2 separate regions of the Mus musculus genome follow, and region 1 is linked to region 2. The links are chromatin contacts, called in public Hi-C maps. All regions are on one chromosome and are shown on one strand. The core of a region is the stretch at or near the end of the contact, and the rest is flanking DNA. Distances in the headings are between cores, read along the strand shown.

Region 1 (2,826 bases), core at 143-2,642, 1.0 Mb before region 2:
TTTGAGACAGGGTTTATTTACTCTGTAGCCTTGGAGCCTGGAGCTCCATATGTAGACCTTGAACTGATAAAAGATCCATCTGCCTCTGCCTTCCAAGCACTGACATTAGAGTGTAAGTGTCCACTCCCATGGATGCTTTGAAGGAGTTCCCAGCCAGGTGTGGTGGCACACCCCTCATCCCAGCACTTCAGAGGCAGAAAAGGTGGATCTTTGTGACTTTGAGGCCAGCCTGGTCTATAAATTGAGTCCAGAATTTGTTACACAGAGAGCCCTTGTCTCAAAAACAAAAACAAACAAAACAAAACAGTCCCCCAAAACAAAAAACCAAAGCAAAACAAAAAATCCCTTCATTCAATATTTTGTTATAATGAGAGTCAGACTCTAGAGTCCATGTGCTTTCTTTAGTAGAGTGAGTTCTTCACGATTCTATTCCCCCCTTGCCATTAATAATTACTCAATAATAATTACAACGACATTGCTCTAGCCTCATAAATTTCCTTGCCATTTAAAATTTTCTTCCTTGGGTGGCTCCACCGCAGAAATAGACCCTCAACACACTGCCTCTTTACTTTAAATGATTAGGAGCCAACCCAGCAACCCCTTTTCTGGGATCTGCTCAGCATGAAGGCAAATGACTATTCCCAGCCCAAAGGAGGCTGACGCTGTCATATTGGATATTCCTGGAGAGTACGCGGTCTCAGGTAGGAGCACAAGCACGGAACAGCGGGGCCTGAGGGCCGGCGCGTTTTCTCTTCAATTCTCTAGAGGACATTGAAGCTGTTTCTACCACCTCTCTATGAGGATAAAAACTTCATGGCTTTTGTTTGTTTGTTCTGTTTTGCCAGAACGGGTTTCTCTCTGTAACTCAGACTCTCCAGGAACTCGCTTTGTAGACCGGACTAGGCTGGAATTCAGAGACCCACCTGCCTCGGCCACCCGAGTGCGGGGATTAAAGGCGTGCGCCACCATGTCCAGCTACACCTCAGTTTTGTTTTTTTTTTTTTTTTTTTTTTTTTTTTTTAAAGATTTATTTATTTATTATATGTAAGTACATTGTAGCTGTCTTCAGACACTCCAGAAGAGGGAGTCAGATCTCGTTAGGGATGGTTGTGAGCCACCATGTGGTTGCTGGGATTTGAACTCTGGACCTTCGGAAGAGCAGTCGGGTGCTCTAACCCACTGAGCCATCTCACCAGCCCCACACCTCAGTTTTATATCACCAAATTTTCGCATTTAAAACCCAACACCAGGTCCGACCAAGGACTAGCTGACAGTATCAGGAAAATTGCAGGACGTCCCACACTCCGACCCACGCCACGCCCTCTCCCTCGCCACGCCCCGCCCCCGCCCGTGTTCCCGTTAGTTCCTGCTCTGAGGCCCCGCCTTCCTGCGGCTGCGCACTGACGCGTCCCGGGTCGCGCCGGCCCAAGATGGCGTGGTCCGCGTCGGTGCGCGGGCTAGGGCAGCGGGTGAGTGGGCCGCGGGCGGGAGGGCTGGGGCGCCATCCGGTGTCCGCTCACTCCCCGCCTCTCCGCAGGTGCTGGCCTGCAGCCGGGAGCTGCCTGGCGCCTGGCGCACCCTGCACACCTCCGCGGTCTGCGCCAAGGTGAGTGCGGCGGCCGGGTCTGGGGGCCGCGAGGGCGGCTGGGCTGGGTCTCCCCGTGACCGCACCTTCGCTCCTAGAATCGGGCGGCGCGAGTCCGCGTGGCCAAGGGGAACAAGCCGGTGAGCTACGAGGAGGCGCACGCCCCGCACTACATCGCACACCGAAAGGGCTGGCTGTCGCTGCACACAGGTGAGGGCGCCTGGGAAGGACTGCCACCCTGGTGGCACGGGTCACTCTTGAACGTACTCTTCAAGGCAAAGAGCCGAACTTTTGGGTGGGAGGCCGGGCGTGACGGCGAACGCGCTCGGGAGGCCGATCTTGAGTTTAAGGCCAGGTAAGGTTACTTACTGAGACCCTGTCACATTTAGTTAGGGGACTGGAAAGATTGCTAAATGCTGTGCCGCTCTAGCATGAGGGTGCAGCCTAGCTCCTAAATGAGCACTTGGTGCCACAGCTCAAGGGGTGTGAGGGTGAAGGAGATATTTGGTTCTTGGGGGTCACTGGCCAGCCAGTCTTGGAAGAGCAGCTGTTTTGCTAGAAAATAAACGAGCAGCAAATAGTGATAGAGGAAAAACATTGGCTGTTAACCCCTGGTCTTCTCCATGCGTCTGTCAAGGGAGCAAGCCTGCACACACACTGTACATGTTACCGACAACAGAACATATGAGTGATGGGCATATTAGGATGGTGAAAGAAAGGAATTCTTGCATATTGAAAGGAATTTGAATATTTCTTGCTAAAGTCTCATTTGAGCCTCCATAGAACAGTATTTGCATGCTTACAAACAAGGTTTGACAGTGCTTTTTTGGCAAGCCATAATTTACAGATGTGTAATAGCCCGGAGGCGATGCGGTAGTGAAGTCTACATAGGATCCTAGACCTGGAAGAGTGTGCCCTATGTAATGCGGTGTTCACCCAAGTACAAAACTGCAGGAATGTGCTACAGTCTTCATGGCTCACAGAACCCGTATTTTTAGGCTTTTTTTTTCTCCCCCTACTTCCTATTTTGTATTTTTCTTGTTCATTTCCATTTCAGTATGCATGTTGTGTGTGTATATGTATGGATGTGTTCAGTTTGTCTGAGTCAGCCCTCTCCTACCATATGGGGCCCCAGGGATCAAGCAAGCACCCTTGCCTGCTGAACCATCTTTAAGAGAGTGTGGCAGTGTACCTCAGGCTGCGCTGGAACTCTCACACGCCAGCCTCATTTTTCTCAGTGC
Region 2 (2,850 bases), core at 317-2,816:
CTAACAGAGGACCTGAGTTTGGTTTTTAGCACCCACATTTGATAGCTCATAACCTCCAGCTCCAGCTCCAGGGGATGCTATACCCTCCTCTGGATTTCTGTGGGTACCGACATTCAGGAGCACATGTCACCCCCTAACCTCCCATACATATGCATAATTTAAAATAACCAAAACCAAATCTATAAACACACAATTTACAGGTCAGGCATGATAGTGCTTGTCTATAATTTTAGCCTTCCAGAGATAGCAGAGACAGGAGGATCACCAGGAGTTAAAAGTCAGGCTGATTTATGTAGCTGGTTCCAGGCAAGCCAGAGCAAGTGTAAAACCTTTTCTCCATACAAACAAACACAAACCATTTAGTCTCTGTAGTCAAATCTTAATTTATCTCTAGATGTTAATTCCTATTTTTGTTTCTTGGTTTGGTTTGGTTTTTCAGGACAGGGTTTCTTTGTGTAGCCCTGGTTGTCCTGGAATTTGTAAACCAGGCTGGTCTTGAACTCTGAGACCCACCTGCATCTGGAGTGCTGAGACTAAAGGCACCCACAACCGAGCCCACCTCTTAATTCTACCTTTCTTGCACACTTCTGCTAGCTTGCTCTGTCTATCCTACCTACCAAAATGCATCTCAAATCTGACCATTATTCTAAACCTCTCTACTCTAAATTACCTACCTCTGCAATTTCTTCTCTTCAGTTTTTGCTCTAGCAAGAAGTCAGAACGATAACATTAAAATGTAAATAGACCTCAAAGCATTCCAGCTTAAACCCATTCAGTGACTCCCTAGTGCAATTAGGAAAAGAATGACTCCTTACCCAGGACGGGATTCAAGGCCAGACTAGAGATGACTTCAGGCCACCTACTCATTAGAGGCCACTCTACACTTTCTCAAGCACCCCAGCAGTGCAGTTGCCTCTAGAAACATTATCCTGTTTACCCTGCTACAATATATTCAGTCCTCCATTAAGCGGCTACTCAGGTTTAAAGAGCAAGCAATCCGTCCAAGCATTTGGGTTTTCTCTTTTACAAAGTATTAGTTTCCAGAAGTGCTGGGCTTCCCCATCGCCCACGCACCACGGCCAGAGCGCTCCAGGAGAGCTGGGAACCTTTCTTTTACTGGGGATCATCTCAAGACCCCGAGGGGATACTCAGAAAAGTACGGTGCCTTTTACAACCAGGTCACCCATCTCCGAAGCCGGGGTTCTTGGCTTTAAAGCCTACGCTCTGGAGAACAGGAAGCAAGTGCAAAGCCACTTTCCCCCCTGAGACGTGGCTTAAGAGTTAGAACTGCAGGACCCGACTTTTGCCACCCCCAAACCTACATCTGGAGTAGGTTCAAAGGACGTTAGGCAGAGAGTCGAGATGCAGCCACAGAAACTCAGGTTCCCTGCCTCTGTATTCACTCCCCATGCCAGAAAAAGCGGATAGCGCGGACTTAGAATGAAATGCCTACTCTTCTGATTGGGAAAAGAGCCTAAAACTTGGACGCGGATGTCTCACCAAAGATACCTGGTTCCGGGCTCCTCCTCTTGAGTCCTCGCGTTGCGCTCTGCTCGCTGGGATTTGTAGTCCTTCCTAAGGTACCGAGAAGGCGGAATACGAAGGCGAGACAGCACTGGGGAAGATGGGTAAGCTAAGGGGCTTTCGGGACTTGTAGTTCAAAATAGCCAAACGCAGGAAATGGTTGAGGAGAAAAACTGAGAAATAAGTCTTATCAAATTTTGGTTGTGTGGAATATGAACATTGTAATAAACTGTTACCCTGTGCACATTATCAGTTTCTTTAATGGTTCAAAATGTCGACTCTGAGATACAGAGAAACTACAATTCCCATAAAGCAGGGCGCGTTGAAACTTTTGGAGCAAGACATTGGGTTCTACGCAAGCGCAGTGGCGCGAGTTCGGCAGTGAGGCAACATGTCGTCGCCGACGATCCCTTCGCGCCTGTACTCCTTGCTGTTCCGCAGAACTTCCACCTTTGCCCTCACCATCGCAGTGGGCGCCCTGTTCTTCGAGCGAGCCTTCGATCAGGGCGCAGACGCGATCTACGAGCACATCAACGAGGGGGTGAGGGCCTGGGCCATCCTGACCTTGGGCCCGCCTGAAGGGTGACTGGGAGGGAGGTAGGACGGAACTCAATCAAGTCTTACCAGGTCTGGGGTGAACTGTGCCCGTTAATACATCTATTTCTCTTGACATGGTGCGAGGCCTAATTGGTATGTCCTGTCACACAGTTCCACATATTCATTTGCGAAAGCTAACTCCTGACTCCTGAGACATCAGAGGACTTACGGGTCTGAACCACTCCATTAAGTCGGTGGTGAGTTGGAACTCCGACCCCTGCCGTCCTTGCTAGTTTCAAGGGCAGATTTCAGCAAGGCAGTCGTTAAAAGTAGGTCTCCTTAGACCATGTGGCTGACCTTTTAAAATTGATGTTTCAGTTCCGAAGGCCGCCCACGTAGGCTCTTTGGATTAAACGTGAAGACTATGAAACCTCAAGCCCTAACTGGCAATACTGGACTTAAAGCACTTAACCGTGGTATTGAATAAAGGTCATAGTGGATCAAAGATCCTGGGATACAGATGAGGTGCTACCGTTCATACTTAATGATACCACTGAAAGATAGCATCCTGGGAAAATGTGGGGATGAATATAAAGTAGGAAATGGCGAGCCCTCTTTGACTTAACTGTCCCACACTCTGTGCATGTTTTATGTCAAAGGTTGTGAGAGTATTGGGGAAGGTATGTTACTGATGGCCAGCATGTTCATCGACTGGTTTCTTTTTCTCGAGACAGGGTTTCTCTGTGTAGCTATTGCTGTCCCGGAGCTAGATGGTAGACAAGGCTTGGC

What was found. Hi-C and Micro-C count contacts between places; a contact is called where the count stands out from the background.
Region 1: a contact with region 2 is called in a Hi-C map of B cells, with 8 read pairs. The contact joins the promoter of Mrps24 here to the promoter of Zmat5 in region 2. A contact is called at or near these places in 1 of 39 promoter capture datasets (liver), 1 of 484 Hi-C or Micro-C datasets (B cells) and 1 of 9 other capture datasets (liver).

Annotation. Positions count from the first base shown.
Region 1 is chr11:5,706,267-5,709,092 of GRCm38.p6, reverse strand. It overlaps Mrps24 (mitochondrial ribosomal protein S24), which reads left to right and starts at 1,392. Exons shown (of 4, transcript NM_026080.3): 1 at 1,392-1,469; 2 at 1,538-1,606; 3 at 1,684-1,795. The coding sequence starts at 1,431.
Region 2 is chr11:4,703,372-4,706,221 of GRCm38.p6, reverse strand. Zmat5 (zinc finger, matrin type 5) reads right to left here and starts at 1,566. Exons shown (of 6, transcript NM_026015.3): 1 at 1,501-1,566. Uqcr10 (ubiquinol-cytochrome c reductase, complex III subunit X) reads left to right here and starts at 1,878. Exons shown (of 2, transcript NM_197979.3): 1 at 1,878-2,065. The coding sequence starts at 1,916.